Linked DNA regions of Mus musculus: all the other regions are linked to region 1. A link is a contact called in public HiChIP or PLAC-seq, Micro-C and promoter capture Hi-C data. All regions are on one chromosome and are shown on one strand. Each heading gives the region's core, a stretch centred on a gene start, on an enhancer-like site or on the middle of the called end of the contact. The rest is flanking DNA. Distances are from core to core; before and after follow the strand shown.

Region 1 (3,459 bases), core at 671-3,170:
TGAACCCCGCGGATCTCCAGTTCCGCAGCAGCACAGGGATTGTAAACACGCACACCACATCTGGCTCCGAATATTTGTTTGTTTGTCTTGTTTATTGTATTTTTATATGGTTGGGAGGGCCATGGCAGACATGTGGAGGTCAGAGGACAACTCTGTGGAGTTGTCTCTCCTCCTACCTTCATCTGCGTTCTGAGAGCCGAACTCTCAGGCTGCTAGGTCGTGGGGCTGGTCCTCTGCTCACTAAGCCATCTCAATGGTCTCCATGCCTGGCTTTGGACATAGATCCTAGCAATCTAATTCAGGTCTTCGTGCTTACCAACTGGGCCATGCTCCAAGCTCTGTATCATGGTGTGCTTTTTCTTTTTCTTTCTGGTTTTTTGTTTGTTTTTTAAACATAAGTCTTACTGTGTAGCCTTGGGTGACCTTAAACTCAGCAATCCTTCTGTTTCAGCTGTCTAAGTGCTGAAACTACAGGCATATAATGCACACACACACACACACACACACACCACACACATACACACCCACACCCACACACACACCCACACACACCACATACACACACACACCACATACACACACACACACACACACCACACCCACACACACATACACACACACACACACCACACACACACACACACACACACACACACGAACACTCATCCACACACCCACACACATATATACAGGGTTTCAGGGTTTCTCTGTGTAGCTCTGGCTATCCTGGAACTTGCTCTGTAGATCAGGCTGGCCTCAAACTTAGAAATCCACCTGCCTCTGCCTCCTGAGTGTTGGGATTAAAGGTGCATATCACCCACCATGCTTAGCGAAATGTACATCTTTGCTGTGTGGGGTTTTTTTTTCCAGTCTGTAGATTAAACCCAGAGCCTTGTACGTTCAACACAAATGCCCTACGCTTACAGGCCAACAGCTTTGAACTTTGTAGACTAGGTTGGCCTAAAACTCAGACATTGGCCTGCCTCTGTCTCCCAAGTGTTGGGATTAGGGCTGGGCCTGTAACTCAAGGCAGAGCTCTTCTGTAGCATTCACAAAACCCTGGGTTCAATTCCCGGCACCAAAGGAAAGTTCCGGGAGGGGGGCCATATTTGGGTAGCTTAGTTCATGAAGGTGATGTTAAAAGCAAAAACGCAATGGTCTTTCTACCAGGCCCTTTCTGAGCTCCGAAAGTGTCCCAGTGCTATTCCTGTTTCACAAGTGGGACTTGGGCTGAGTATGCAGATGAAGGGATTTCCCCAAACTAAAAACAAGGAAGCAAAATTTAGACAAGGACCCGTGTGGTTAAAACCAGAAATCCTGAGACCGGATGGGAAAATCCCCGTTATAGAACACGTAGAAGGTGAAATATGCAAAAAGGAGCATATGGGAACAGTCGTCAGCCTGATGAAATAAATTCAAACAGTAATTAATATGACCTTTGCACGAGTAATTCCTATTTAGGGAATCGGAATGAAATAAAACCCTATGTCTCATTCAGCCACCATCTCTACGCCGTGGGGTGACTTATGCATCAGGCTAGTTAGTGGTTAGTCGGGACACTAGGATGTAGCCCAGACACTGGGGCAAGGCTGCCCACATCATTAATAGAGAGTCACCTGTGACTCAAGAACCTCTGCGCCAGTCCAGTCCACGCCCCACTGCGCAGGGACAGCCTGAGCCGCTGGCTCCCCCTTTGCCAATGGATAGCCAGCGCCCCCTACCGTCCGGCCGCCTCTACGCAACTCGGTCCCGTTTCCCCACCCCACACCCCTTCCCCCGGGCTCCACGCATGGGCGCATGCTCCTCCCTTTTTGGGCCCCGCCCACCCCGGCACGGTGGCGTCTCGCGACATCCTCCTAGCGGCTGGCCGGGGATATCGCGATAAAGGCTCATTGTCTCGCGCGAGCGCGCCCCAGCAGCGAATTTCGGGGCAGCCGTGGCCGGGAAGAGGAGTTGCATGTGTCGCTTCAGCTGGCGGGAGCGGAGGCGGCGGGGGCCGTGCGACCGGCTGGGTAATGAGCGCTCTCATTCGCGCTGCTGCGGCGGCCTCCCCGGGAGCTGGCGGCGCTGCCGAGGCGGCCCAGGCGCTGCCTAAAGCAGGAAGGGGGCCGGGCCGGGCGTCTCCACGCCCGCCCACATGGGGGCCTCCTGTGGAGTCCCCGGGATGTCCCCCTTAGCCCAGCCTTCCAGCGGGCTACCTGTCCTTTTCCCCAGGCCTGGCCCGATTTCCCCTCCCCAGGCTGTGGCATTGCCGTCCTTGTCCCTGGCTTGGTCTCTTTTCGGGATTTTGCTGTCGCCGCACCTTGCATTCTGGGCACCTCGAGTGACTTCGTCCCTGTCGTGCCAAGGTGTCCATAGCCTTTTAACTGCAGGCTGCATCCCTCCCATAGCAACCTCAGACCTGCCCCGTCTCTGTTGAAGCCACCAGCCCAACTCTGTCCCCCTTACTGCTTCCTCTTTTCCTCTGGTGTCCCTTTTTGCCCCTGCCCCAACACAGCCTTCATGGCCCCATTTAATTCTCGCTTCCCTGTAAACCCGTGGATGCAGGTAGATGAGGCTCCAGTTGATCATCAGTGACTCTAATGAGACTTCGTGTCCTTCTTTTAATAGACTCAAAACAGCTTTGGTGTTTGGGGGATACACAGTGGAAGCTAAGACTGCACCCCACCCCCAAGGCTGCTTATTTGGGGGGCGGGGGTCGAGCTTCTCAGATAGTGAAGTCGTGTGTGTCATTCTTGTTTCCAGGTTTGTGAGATGGCTACTGACATTTCTGAATCCAGCGGGGCGGATTGCAAAGGCGATACGAAGAACAGTGCCAAGTTAGATGCGGATTACCCTCTTCGAGTCCTTTATTGTGGAGGTAAGTGTTGGAACGACTGGCTCGCTGGTTTTTATACCTGATATTGATAGTTTCACATTTGGTCGTGTTCGCTCCCCCAACTGTCTTGGTTGTTGGGTGGATTCTTAGTTGAAGAGGGGGGGAGCCTAGTGAGGACCCATGGGTTGGTAGATGACTCCTTCTTTTCCAGGGTCACTTGGGTCTTGCGTCCTGGCCTGGAGGAGTTTCCTGGCCAATTGAAGTAGAGAGATACCAGGAGCCTGATCCCAGCCTGACTGGTGTTCCTTTGTAAGGAAAGCTTGTTGGAAGCTAAGGAGCCTTGGGGATAGTGAAGGATGGAAGAGCTAAGGTACAGAATCCTAAAGGAAATGAAGCAGGGCCTGGAGCTGTTGCTTGGTGGCACAGCACTTGTCCAGACAGTTCAAAGCCTCTACATTCAGTCCCAGTACTGGAGTGAGGAGGGGTCTGGGGGGAGCTTGATGTCTGACTAGAATCTTGAGTGGGTTTATTCTCCCCCACTACATCTTAATTTCATTTGTGCTTGTGTGTACTCATGCCACATCCATGTGTGGCTGTCGAGGACCTCGCGTGGGCCTTGGTTCTGTACACTGTGTGGATCC
Region 2 (3,459 bases), core at 481-2,980, 920 kb before region 1:
GCTCACGCCCTCCCTGGGTCCCTCTTAGTCCAATAGTCCCTTGGCAGTGACCACCCTGGTACTAATGATGGGTACAGTTAGGGCCTAGGCCCACGCCAGGCCCAGCCCTCTTCCTGCCTGCCCTCCTCCCTTACCACCCCCACCCCCACCCCCGGTGCTCAGTCTCGTTTCGTCACCGGATCCCCTGGAATGGGGGACGCGGGCGCGAAATACGAACCCAGCCACAGGCAGCTCCCTCCCCACGTGCGCGCTGGCCCTCTGCAGAGTGAAGCCAGGAGAGGGGGGTGCCTCACCTTTGCCTTCCATAGCATGCACGAAGTCCCCCTGGTATAACTGGCTACGTAGCTTCTCCTCCAGGCTGAAGCCACGGACGCTGACAATTTCCTCCACGTCCGACAAGTCTTCGTTCTCGTCGTATCTCTGGCGGTCAATCGCACGCTGCGGGGACCCAACCAGAGAACCCCGGACATTACTGAGAGGACTTGGGGGGGTCTCCTCTCACCCTGGGCCCACCAAGAACAGGTGCAAGAGTCGCGCGCCCACTGCACCCCAGCATTGCAATCTGAGCAACTTTGCGCAAATGCCAAAGATGCTGGAAAGCAGAAAAAGGGGCTCACACCCCCAAGGCCCGACTGCCCTTAAACGAAGCAATCCCTTCTTGCATCTTTGGAAGCTATGGAAATGGTATTTGGGGGCTTTCCTCTGCCCCCACGCCAAGTGATGTGCTAAGCTTTGCCCACTCGACTGGGAGCCTGGTTATGTAACCCCTGAAGGGGGCTCCGGGTATGAGCTGGCGGGGCAGATGTAGGCCCCGAGAGAAGCCGCTGCAGCAACCGGCTCCGCGGTAACAGCAGCCCTGGCGGCCACGGCGGCCAACCCGGGAAGCCGGAACCCAGGGCCGGCGGCATTACTAAGGCTGGAGCTGCTCCCGAGCTACAGAAAAGCTGGAAAGCTGAAACGGAAGGGTTGAGACCCTAACGGCCCCCGCCGACCGACCGCTAGTGCAAGAAGAGGAGGGGAGGGGAGGAGGTTAAGAATGTGGGGGGAGAGAGGCAGCCAGCCCACCACAAAGCTTCTATCAGAGACCCCAAAACGCACCAGCAGCTGCCTCATCTCCCCACGAGCGCGCGCGCACACTCACTTCCTAAGGAGACTCCCCCACCACTCCCCGCATCCTTCTTCCTCCTCCCTCCGCCGCTCAGCACCGAGCCCCGCAGCCCCCCAGATCCCAGGCGAACCCCGAGCCCGCTCAGTCCCTTCCACGCCTTTCGGCGTTGCCTCCTCCCCACTTAAGTGTCTGAGACCCTGAGCCTCACAAGAGACTGGAGGAGTAAGCTGCTTGCTTCCTTTTGCATGCAATTTATTATTTTTTTCCGGTCCTCTTGCAAAATACAGAAAAGGAAAGAAAAGGCAGCAAGAAACAACCAAAAAAATAAATAGATAGATAAATCGATCATATACCAGATACAGATTTGGGGGAGAAAAAAAAAGCTACACACCAATCTTCTTCCAGAGTCTTTCTCTGCCTCCATTTTTTTAGGAGAGTTCACCAATTAATTGTCAACACTCCTGCCCCCTGCATTTTGGCGGAGGGGGAAAGGAGGGAAGACCAAAGAAAAGAAAGCAAAAAAATAAATAAATAGAGCAAGCCAGAGCCGATATCTACAAAGTTTTGCACCAACACTTAAGCAGATCCGTTTGCAAAGTCCTAGGAAACCATTTTCAGCAGTTGTGGGGGGGGAGGCGTCGACGTCATAATCCCCGGAACGTAAACATTGTTGCCGATCGCGCTCGGAGCTTGCGGCTAGGCTAGTTGGGGAAAGGGGGGGCTCGGGTTGGGGGTGTCGGGGACCGCAGCCGTAGGAGGTGTGGGGCCAGAAGGGAGCCTGGGACGCACCGGGCGCTGTTAGCGCCTTGGCATCGCTGTTTTGTTGTTGGGTCACGAGTGCGCCTCTGCACGCAGGCGCCGCCGCCGCCCGGGAGCTGACTTTTGGAGGGCTGAGTTGCAGGCGGCGGGCGCATCCCAGAGATGGCGGGGCAGGGAGGGAGGGAAAGAGAGGAGGGGGTGGGGAGGGAGGTGCAGATTTGCACGGATGGCCTCAGCGGGAGGCGCGGAAATGCTAGCCAAGCCTGCTGGCGTGAAAGCCCCCGGGGCCTGGCACCCCCCAAAACGACCCCCCACCTCTGCCCCTGCCCCCTCTTGCTTGGGTTACGCAGGGCTGTCCCTCTCTTCCTTCACCCACCTTTCCTCATTACCTATGCTGGCGACCTAAATTCAAAGTATTTTGTATGTGTGATTTCTTTTTCTGTTTTGCTTTTCTACTGCATGCCTGGGGGGAGGGGCCAGCCTGTCCAGACCCTTATCCATTTGCGAACCTGCCATATGGAGGAGGCATCTGAGGGGCTCAGAAAGAAATTACCTCAGCACTGTATCTGTACAGACTGCATAACTTTTAAACTCCCGGGGCTGAAATAATAATATGGAGACACACGCACAGGTACAGGAAATACAGCCAGTCCACAGCCTTTTCAGACTGCAGCTGACCGGAAGAAAGCCTTTGGTTCATTCATTCGGATAGCCTCGGTAGTACAGCCCTGAAATAGAAGTTGGGCTTTTAAAGAGAAAGGAAAAAAAGTCTCTACACTCGCTGAGAAGAGATAAATCGATACACAGGAGGGAATAGAGAATCGGATTCAGCGTCTCTAATGCAGGCAGGCAAAAGGTAAGCCTCTCTCGTGTGGCAGTTTAAGAGAAAAGTGGTGGTTGTTTGTGGCTTTCTGGGGTACAGCAACCTTGATTGATCCATATTGTTTCTCAGCGGAGAAGGGGGGCAGCCTTTGTGAATATTCCTGGAGTAGCAGATCCCCAATGTTCCTCCGTCTTTTAAGTAGTGCTTGTGACTGCTTCCAGAATTGACTGACCCTCAGTGGTCCTGGAATTCCTTTAAGTTGAGAGAAATGCTGGCCCTAAACTTTGTTTCCCTCCGGGCCTCTTCCTTTCTTGCAAGGGCCTAATGACAGCATCACAAGGATGTTCTGAGAGACCTCCCAGGTGACGCTAGCTTGGCGTACAAGCTAAAGCAGGTCATTTTGCACCCTGGAGAAACCCAGATTCAAGAAATTATGAGTTTAGGTGACTGCTGTTTTTATCTTGTCCCAATGTCAAGAGCACTGGTTCAGACAGATACGGGGAGGAAGTGGCCTTGCCACCTGAAATCAGCTGTGAACCACACATCGTCACCCTCCCTTACGTCAGAATTTCCTGCCTTATCGGTCTGTACTTTTTTTCCACCTGTCCCCAAATCTGCTCTTTGAATTTTTTTTTAAAAATTCCATCCATGCACGTTATCGGTAGAAATCTACGTAGAGATGAGGCGACAAACACCAAGTTTGTCACCAAACTGAAACTACATCTACGTTGGCTCAGCTGCATTCTCTGGGCAGCCCTTCTAACCATCC
Region 3 (3,459 bases), core at 407-2,906, 850 kb before region 1:
AATACATTAATGATAATAATAATAGTTATTACTATTATTGTGTATTAATAAATACATTAATGATAATAATAATAGTTATTACTATTATTGTGTATGGGTGGCATGTCTATGCACCTATGCATGCGTGGTGCTACTGGAGGCAAGGAGAGGGCATCAGATTTGCAGGAGTACTGATCCTTGTGATTTTACCATGTGTGAGTACTGGGAGTCAGACTGAAGGTTTCTGGGAAGAGCAGCTAGTACTATTAACCACTGGGCCATCTTTCCAGCCCTAAATACTTAATTTTAAGTATTACTTAATTTTAAAGATGTATTTATTTTTATTTAGATGAGTACACTACAGCTGGCTTCAGACATATCCCAGAAGAGGGCATTGGATCCCATTACAGATGGTTGTGAGCCACCTTGTGGTTGCTGGGATTTGAACTCAGGACCTCTGGAAGAGCAGTCAGTGCTCTTAACCACTGGGCCATCTCTCCAGCCCCCTAAGTACTCAATTTAAAAAAGCATTTTACACCAAGCATGGTGGTAAGTTTAGCACTTGGGAAAACAAGGCAGAAGTATAAATTCAAGGACACCCTGGCCTTCAGGGGAAACCCTACCTCAAAAGACAAAAAAAAAAAGAAAAAAGAAAAAAGAAAGAAAGAAAGAAAGAAAGAAAGAAAGAAAGAAAGCAAGCAAGCAAGCAACAACAACGACAACAACCACCACCCAAAAGCTGAGGAGACCGCTCAGTGGAGAGAGCTGTTACTGTATGGTTGTGGCACCTGTCAATAGTTAAATCTGATGGCTTATGGCTTAGGCAGGAAATAGGAGGTAGGACATCTGGGAGAGAGAAAGAATTCTGGGATAGAGCCAGGCACGAGGTCCACCTGGGAGGATGCATGGAACCTGAGCACAGGTAACCAGCCATGGGGCAGAATATAGATTAAAATTAGTGGGTTATCATAAGTTATGATTCTAGTCAGAGAAGAGCCTAGCTCTATGGCCAAGGTATTTGGAAATCTGTTTTGAGTCTGAGTCTTATTTCTGGGAACACGGGACCGGGAGGAAGAATCGACCCTTATATCTACAGCTCAGTGGTTAGAGCATTGGCTGCTCTTCCAGACAACCTGGGTTCTGTTCCCAGCACCCACATGGCAGGCAACAACCGTCTGTTACTCCAGTTCCAGGTGCTCTGACTCCCTCTTCTGGATTCCCCTGGCACAAGGAACACACCCCCAAAACAGTCATACACAAAAATATTAAACAAAACATTTTGTTGTATTTAGCCAACCACACTATGCGAACTTACATTTCTACCAAGAATCATAGTGAATTTTTAAATAACAATAAAATAAAATTATAAGTCAAAACCACAATCAGAACTAGATTCTAGCTCTTTAAAAGCGGGATTGTGGGGAACGGGGCTACAAACAGGATGGTGTGGCTGACGTCATGAATTTCGGGGGGCTTTAAATGCGCATGCGTTAGGCTCGCTTCACACACGCGATCTTCCTGCACGCAGTGCGCGTGCGCACGGCGAAGGAGCCCCGCCGGCTTAATTTTTTTTTAGGTGGGAGGAGCCAGTCGCGGGAGTTCTCGAGACCTACCTGCTCCCGCGGAATTACCCGTCCTAGCCCCTCTGCACATGCGCAATCACCAACACGCGTCTGGGAGGTCTCTGAAAGGCGGGCCCGAGGTTGCGCCTGCGCTCTGGGTACTCTTCGCGGAAGTGAGTGGGAGATGGGGGTGGGAATCGCGCTTCCACGCGGAACCGACGGAGGGCGAGCCTGAGTGTGCGGCTAGGGTTCGTGACTCCTCCAGTGCCGCCCTTCCTAGTCACGTGAAGACTGGACTGTGGACACAGAAATTATTTTTCTAATTTAAAGATTCTTACATAATTACCCATGTCTACGTGAAGGAACTGTTTTTTCTTTCAATTTTGTGTTTCTGGGACTAGTACAATGTATCAGTCCAGGCAGGCCTCGAACCCCAATCTTCTTCCTTCAGCTTCCCGAACGCCAGGATTCTCAGGCGGAAAAGTTTAGTTTTGGATTTATCCCTAATCATTTCTTAGCCTTTTTTTTTAAGAATGCTTGAAACATCACGAAGCATTTTAGGAATCATGCACGGTAGCTCGGGCTCAGAGGGAGGAGAATCACTCGGGAGTTCAAGATCCTCAGCTACACAGGGAGCTGAGAGGCCAGGGCTCAAAGCAGAACTCACTTCGGATGCCTCCGAGTGTTCGGAGAGATTACCAAGAATTATTAGTAAGTGGTTCTTGTCTGTTAGGCAGATTTATTGCATAAAGGCTAGCAAAGAAGTCTGCATAGAATTATGTGTGGCTTTTGTGTCCTGAAGGTGGTTGGTTCATTTGTTTCCATAAACAAGTATGGAAAGCGGATAGTGTTCAATATATGAAGACTGTTCTGATGGCTGGGGACACCAAGAAGCCTGTAGTTCAGCCCCAGTTCTTAAAGGGTTCTTGTGGGAAGGTCACGTGGTTCAGATGTAGAGGCAGTCTTGGAGGTAGCTGTGGGAGCACCTTGACATCTGCTGGGTGACGTCTGTGCACTTCAGAGACTGTCCAGTCAATACAGTCGTGCTGGACTTGGGGAGAGGAAGTCTAGATGCCAGAAGAGGAGATTAGGACCAAAGTGGAGGGTGAGAGACCATGTGTGTTCCTGAACATTGAGGGGTGGTAGGGAATGAGGCAGGAAGCGACTGTTAGACCAAAATCGCCTACTTCAAAAGGGAGAAGTTAGTAAAACTCTCTAAGGAAGATTATTTACGGGTTTACGATTTATTCATCCGTGTCTGTGTGCATGTGTAAGTTGCACCCATGTAGTGGTATGAGCGTGACATTCAGTACACAAGTCTACAGAGCTCTCTCTTTCCAACATGCAAGTCTCAGTGTTTGAACTCAGAGCCTTGGGCCTGGTGGCGGATCTCCTCTTACCCGCTGAGCCTCCTCTCCACCCCAACTCCCCAAGAAAGTCTTGAAATGGTACATTCTTGGGCCAGAATCTCTTGAGGCTGATGAGAGGTATGACTCCTAATCACTGTTCTAAAACGCTGGAAGGGTAGGGATTCTTGGACTCCCTGAAGAAGTTGCTCAGGTCCCGTCTCCCTCAGTTATATATGCCTTGAGGAAGAGGGGTTTATAAGAGTGTTAGGCCAAGAGAATAAACTTCAAGAATAGCACAGAAAAATAATTGAAAAGGAAGCTCTTAAATGTATCCAAAAAATCCACTTTGTAGTAGAATACGTGGGACAGACTGGTTTCATGGACTTGCTCACTTATATTTTGCCCTGGACCCTGACAAATTATGAAGTAGATATTGTTTTTTAATCTCCCAAAGGCTGCCTACATTATACTACTACAACCTTGAAGGATCTAGGGTTGTAAAATGTTGGGGGGACACAAAGATTCAGATCTTAATATAAGATAACTAAATGAAAGGCTGGAGAGATGGC
Region 4 (3,459 bases), core at 280-2,779, 560 kb before region 1:
CAGAGGGTCAAATGCATGAGACTTCGGATTTATGGCACATTTTTCAATCCATCACAGAACGATTCTTTGACATATTTGTGGGGTGTGTTATTTTGTTTTGAGACAGGGTTTTCTTTTTGTGGCCCTGGCTGTCCTAGAACTCACTACTATGTAGACCAGACTGGCTTTGAGTCTTGAATACATAGAATCGGCCTGCTTCTGCTTCCCAAGTGCTGGGATTAAAGGTGTGTACCACCACTGCCTGGCTCCATTGTTTTGTTGTTGTTGTTGGTTTTTTGCTTTTGTTTGTTTTGGTTTGGGTTGTTTTTTTGTTTTGTTTTGTTTTAAGACAGGGCCTCACTATGTAGTCCTGGAACTACCTACATAAACCAGGTTGGTCTTGAACCACAGATCTCTACCTGCTTCTGCCTGGAATTAAAGGAGTGGGCTACCACATCTGATTGTTGTTCTTATTTTTAAATTTTCGCTTTAGGACCGTGCGTTTAAAGTGGTTAAAAGAAGCCTGGGGGAAATTTCCCCAGATTCTCACACCCATTTCCCCACTAGCTCCCTCTACCAAACCCCTGCAACCCCCCCAGACTTCAGGGGGAGATGCTTGGTACTAGAATCATGGCAGTCACAGATGAAGGTCACTGCTGCAACCTTCAATAACTCCTTGACTCAGTTTGTCCATCTGTGAAATGACTGATGTTGCGCTAGTTCCTCTCCAGGTAGCAGCTCTCTCACTTCAGGTCATCTCTTTTCCCAGCATTCACGTGGACAAGCATTCGCTCTGGTCCAGTCTGTGTAGCCGCAACTGCACACCCACCTGTCCCTATACTGGGTGACCGCGGTAGATCCTGTCACCCAGCTCTGTCCTAGGGTAGGGAGACAGCCTCTCATAAGTCCTTCTGTGTTGGGCCAGTCTAGTTTACCTGCTGCTCCGGGTCATTACACTGCACTTCCACCAGGAGCCGTTTAAGATTAAATTGTCATTTTCGGTCAAACCCCAGGGAGGTTGATCCGTGACTGGGACAACTTATCTCTAAGGGAAAGAAAGCCCAGAGACAATGTCAATTGCCACCGGGTTCGGGCACCTTTCCTACGACTCTAGTTTAAGCATGGGGAGGAGACGTTCTAGCTCGCACATTTTAACAGGGCAGCTGGCCAGAGACCGGCGCCTCAACTCTTTCTAAGATCACCTCGCGTCCCGAACCGCCGCCTCCAACTCTTGAGAACTCAAACGCCCGACAAGAAACTTGCACGATCGCGCCCGCGGCCACCAACCCGAGCCAGAGCACCCACGGCCTGCAGTCTGCCATCCCCAGGGTGTGTGTCTTGGGGGGGGGAGGGGCCCCCCATCGCACCTGCGGCCTCTGGGTGAGTCCTGGCGCGGGCCCGTCCCGCGTGCTGGGAGGTCGGGGTTACCCGGGAGAGCTTTCCCAGAGTGAGGTCCCCGAGGCTCCCCGGGGAGGGCGGCGGCACCCGGAGGCCGCACTGCTGGCGGCCGCGCCGCTCCCCCTCGCTCTGTGCAGCTGCCGCCCCGGCGCTTGCGCACTGGGCCCCGGGCGCGCGGCGGCACCAGGCTTTGTGTGTGCGCGTATGTGTGTGAGTGTGTGTCTGTGCGCGAGTGAGAGAGCGGGCGAGTGTGGCGAGCAGGACCCGGCGGGCGCGCTCCCCCAGCCTCCCTCTCTCTCTCTCTTTCCTCTCTCTCTCCCTCCCCGCCAGAACCATGTCGGGCAGGTCGGTTCGAGCCGAGACCAGGAGCCGGGCCAAAGATGATATCAAGAGGGTCATGGCGGCTATCGAGAAAGTGCGCAAATGGTAAGCCGAGGCGCCTGCTCGCTCTCTCGCTCGCCCCGGCTCGCTGCACCGCGTCGCGGCCGCCAGCAAGCCCGGACCCAGCGCGTAGAGCGGCGGGGCGCAGCGGCCCCGGGCCCGGAGTTGGCGAGGGCGCGCGGCCGGGGTCACCTGCGCCCCGCGGGGGCTGCGTCCGCTGCCCAGGTGTGCTTGGCGCCGGTCACCCACCTGGCGCGGCGGCGGCGAGAGCGGCGGCGGCGGCGGCAGGAGCCCGGAGCTCGGAGCTCGGCTCTCGGGAGAGGGGGGTTCGCAGCCGGCCCCAGAAGCCATTTCGTTTTTTTGTGCAAGTCACATGAAAGCGGCTTCCCGCGCGCCGGGGCCGTGATGCCGGCGGCGGCGGGCAGAGCGCGAGCTCCATTGTGCAGCGCGGAGCGGGCCGCCGTCTCCTCCCGGGGCGGCGCGGCGCCGGTGTCCCCCCCCCCCAACACACACACACACACATACACACACACATCCTACGCCCCGACCCGCCCGCAGCTCCCCGCCTCCCAGGCCTCGGCGCCCTCGAGTCTGCGGAGTTTGCAGAGCGCGAGCCGTTTAAATTTAGCGCTTTGGGCAGCCTGGAGCGAGGGCTCCGGGCGAGGAAGGAAGATGGGGGCGAGCGCTAGGAAGGCGGTGGCGCGGCCGGGGCGCGGAGCACCCACGGCTCCCACGCGCTCCGCGCGGCACCCGAAGCTCGGGGAGCGCGATGTTTGCATCCAGAAGCCAAGTCCTGGGCCGTGTCTTGCCTCCTTCTTGCTGGAGCTGGTGTTTGTTTTGCGGAGAGAACGAGCGACCGTTGTTTTTGTTCTCTGCACTGGGGGAGGAGGAGACCGCGAGATTCGGTGTGGGCCGTGCGTGTTTTTCAAGCTCAAATTAGATCCTGCCCGGCGTGGCCTCGTTATAATTAGTAGGATGGAACATTTTCTCGGCCCTCGTCGGGATCTGACACCGAGGCGGCCCCAGAGGCCAGGCCTGAGGCGCCAGTAGTCCACCACCAGGTTGGGTCAGACTTGTTGAAAACTCCCTGCTCCCTGATTTTAACTTTATTACGGTTTTTTTCCCACGGCTTCATCTGGGTCCGAGAGGGAGAGGAGCAGCTGCGAGGGTGTCCCCAAGTGTCAGCAGCCGCTGGCTGGATCTGTCCTTTATAGGAACTGGCTAGGCTCCACTGCAGGCTGGGTTGTTTTTTTTTTTTTTTTTTTGGGGGGGGGGGTCATTTCTTGAGTAACGCCTCTGTTGTTGTTGTCCTTTTTTTTTTTTTAAACACTACTGGGGACCTGTCTCCGGTTTGATGGTGTCACAAGTTAGCTGTCCTTTCAGAGTGAAACCCAACAAAAAAGGCAACGAGAAAAATCAATAAAGTCCACGTGCTCCCGGGCCTCCTATGGAAAGGGCTGTCTGCGGATGGCCGGATGCCCGCCGTGGGCTGGGTTTGGCTCCAATGGGACAAAGAATTTTCACAACCGTGAGAAGGGGAGGCTTTCCAAAGTTGAGATCCAAGTCCTGGGTGCCGGGGAGCTCCCCGCTGAGCAGGGCGACCAGTGCCCAACTGCAGCCATTTAAAAATGGCAGAAACAGCTGCAGGCCAAAACACAGGAAAACCAGCACCTTGGCCCCTCTCCTGTGGGACTCTCAAGG

What was found. Promoter capture Hi-C pulls out the DNA fragments that hold promoters and counts their contacts. A called contact is a pair of places that touch in the nucleus more often than the background predicts. HiChIP or PLAC-seq counts read pairs in DNA pulled down with a chosen protein or histone mark.
Region 2: a contact with region 1 is called in a promoter capture Hi-C map of pre-B cells, with 1.8 times the contacts expected there. The contact joins the promoter of Kdm2b here to the promoter of Denr in region 1. A contact is called at or near these places in 3 of 39 promoter capture datasets (hematopoietic stem and progenitor cells, liver and pre-B cells) and 1 of 115 datasets of contacts at active chromatin or transcription factors (microglia).
Region 3: a Micro-C map of embryonic stem cells shows a contact between it and region 1, with 6 times the contacts expected there. The contact joins the enhancer-like site here to the promoter of Denr in region 1. A contact is called at or near these places in 2 of 39 promoter capture datasets (hippocampal neurons and pre-B cells), 1 of 484 Hi-C or Micro-C datasets (embryonic stem cells) and 1 of 115 datasets of contacts at active chromatin or transcription factors (memory CD8 T cells).
Region 4: a contact with region 1 is called in an H3K4me3 HiChIP or PLAC-seq map of the SCID.adh cell line, with 4 times the contacts expected there. The contact joins the promoter of Bcl7a here to the promoter of Denr in region 1. A contact is called at or near these places in 8 of 39 promoter capture datasets (the C10 cell line, HPC-7-derived erythroid cells, embryonic stem cells and 4 more), 1 of 484 Hi-C or Micro-C datasets (embryonic stem cells), 4 of 115 datasets of contacts at active chromatin or transcription factors (the SCID.adh cell line, T-cell acute lymphoblastic leukemia, memory CD8 T cells and 1 more) and 1 of 9 other capture datasets (liver).

The regions. Positions count from the first base shown.
Region 1 is chr5:123,905,355-123,908,813 of GRCm38.p6, forward strand. Denr (density-regulated protein) reads left to right here and starts at 1,921. Exons shown (of 8, transcript NM_026603.4): 1 at 1,921-2,012; 2 at 2,746-2,860. The coding sequence starts at 2,755.
Region 2 is chr5:122,987,369-122,990,827 of GRCm38.p6, forward strand. It overlaps Kdm2b (lysine (K)-specific demethylase 2B), which reads right to left and starts at 1,731. Exons shown (of 23, transcript NM_001003953.2): 1 at 1,500-1,731; 2 at 294-438. The coding sequence starts at 1,532. A930024E05Rik (RIKEN cDNA A930024E05 gene) reads left to right here and starts at 1,986. Exons shown (of 3, transcript NR_045820.1): 1 at 1,986-2,723.
Region 3 is chr5:123,056,420-123,059,878 of GRCm38.p6, forward strand. No RefSeq gene overlaps it. Among named protein-coding and RNA genes, the nearest start is that of Morn3, 11 kb to the left of the region's middle. Within about 2 kb of position 1,657, at least 361 of the 459 cell types and tissues checked have an H3K27ac peak or open chromatin away from gene starts, as enhancers often do. A contact at or near this core is called in embryonic stem cells, memory CD8 T cells and pre-B cells, where this site is marked.
Region 4 is chr5:123,342,919-123,346,377 of GRCm38.p6, forward strand. It overlaps Bcl7a (B cell CLL/lymphoma 7A), which reads left to right and starts at 1,530. Exons shown (of 6, transcript NM_029850.3): 1 at 1,530-1,803. The coding sequence starts at 1,712. Gm15860 (predicted gene 15860) reads right to left here and starts at 2,224. Exons shown (of 2, transcript NR_165267.1): 1 at 2,008-2,224.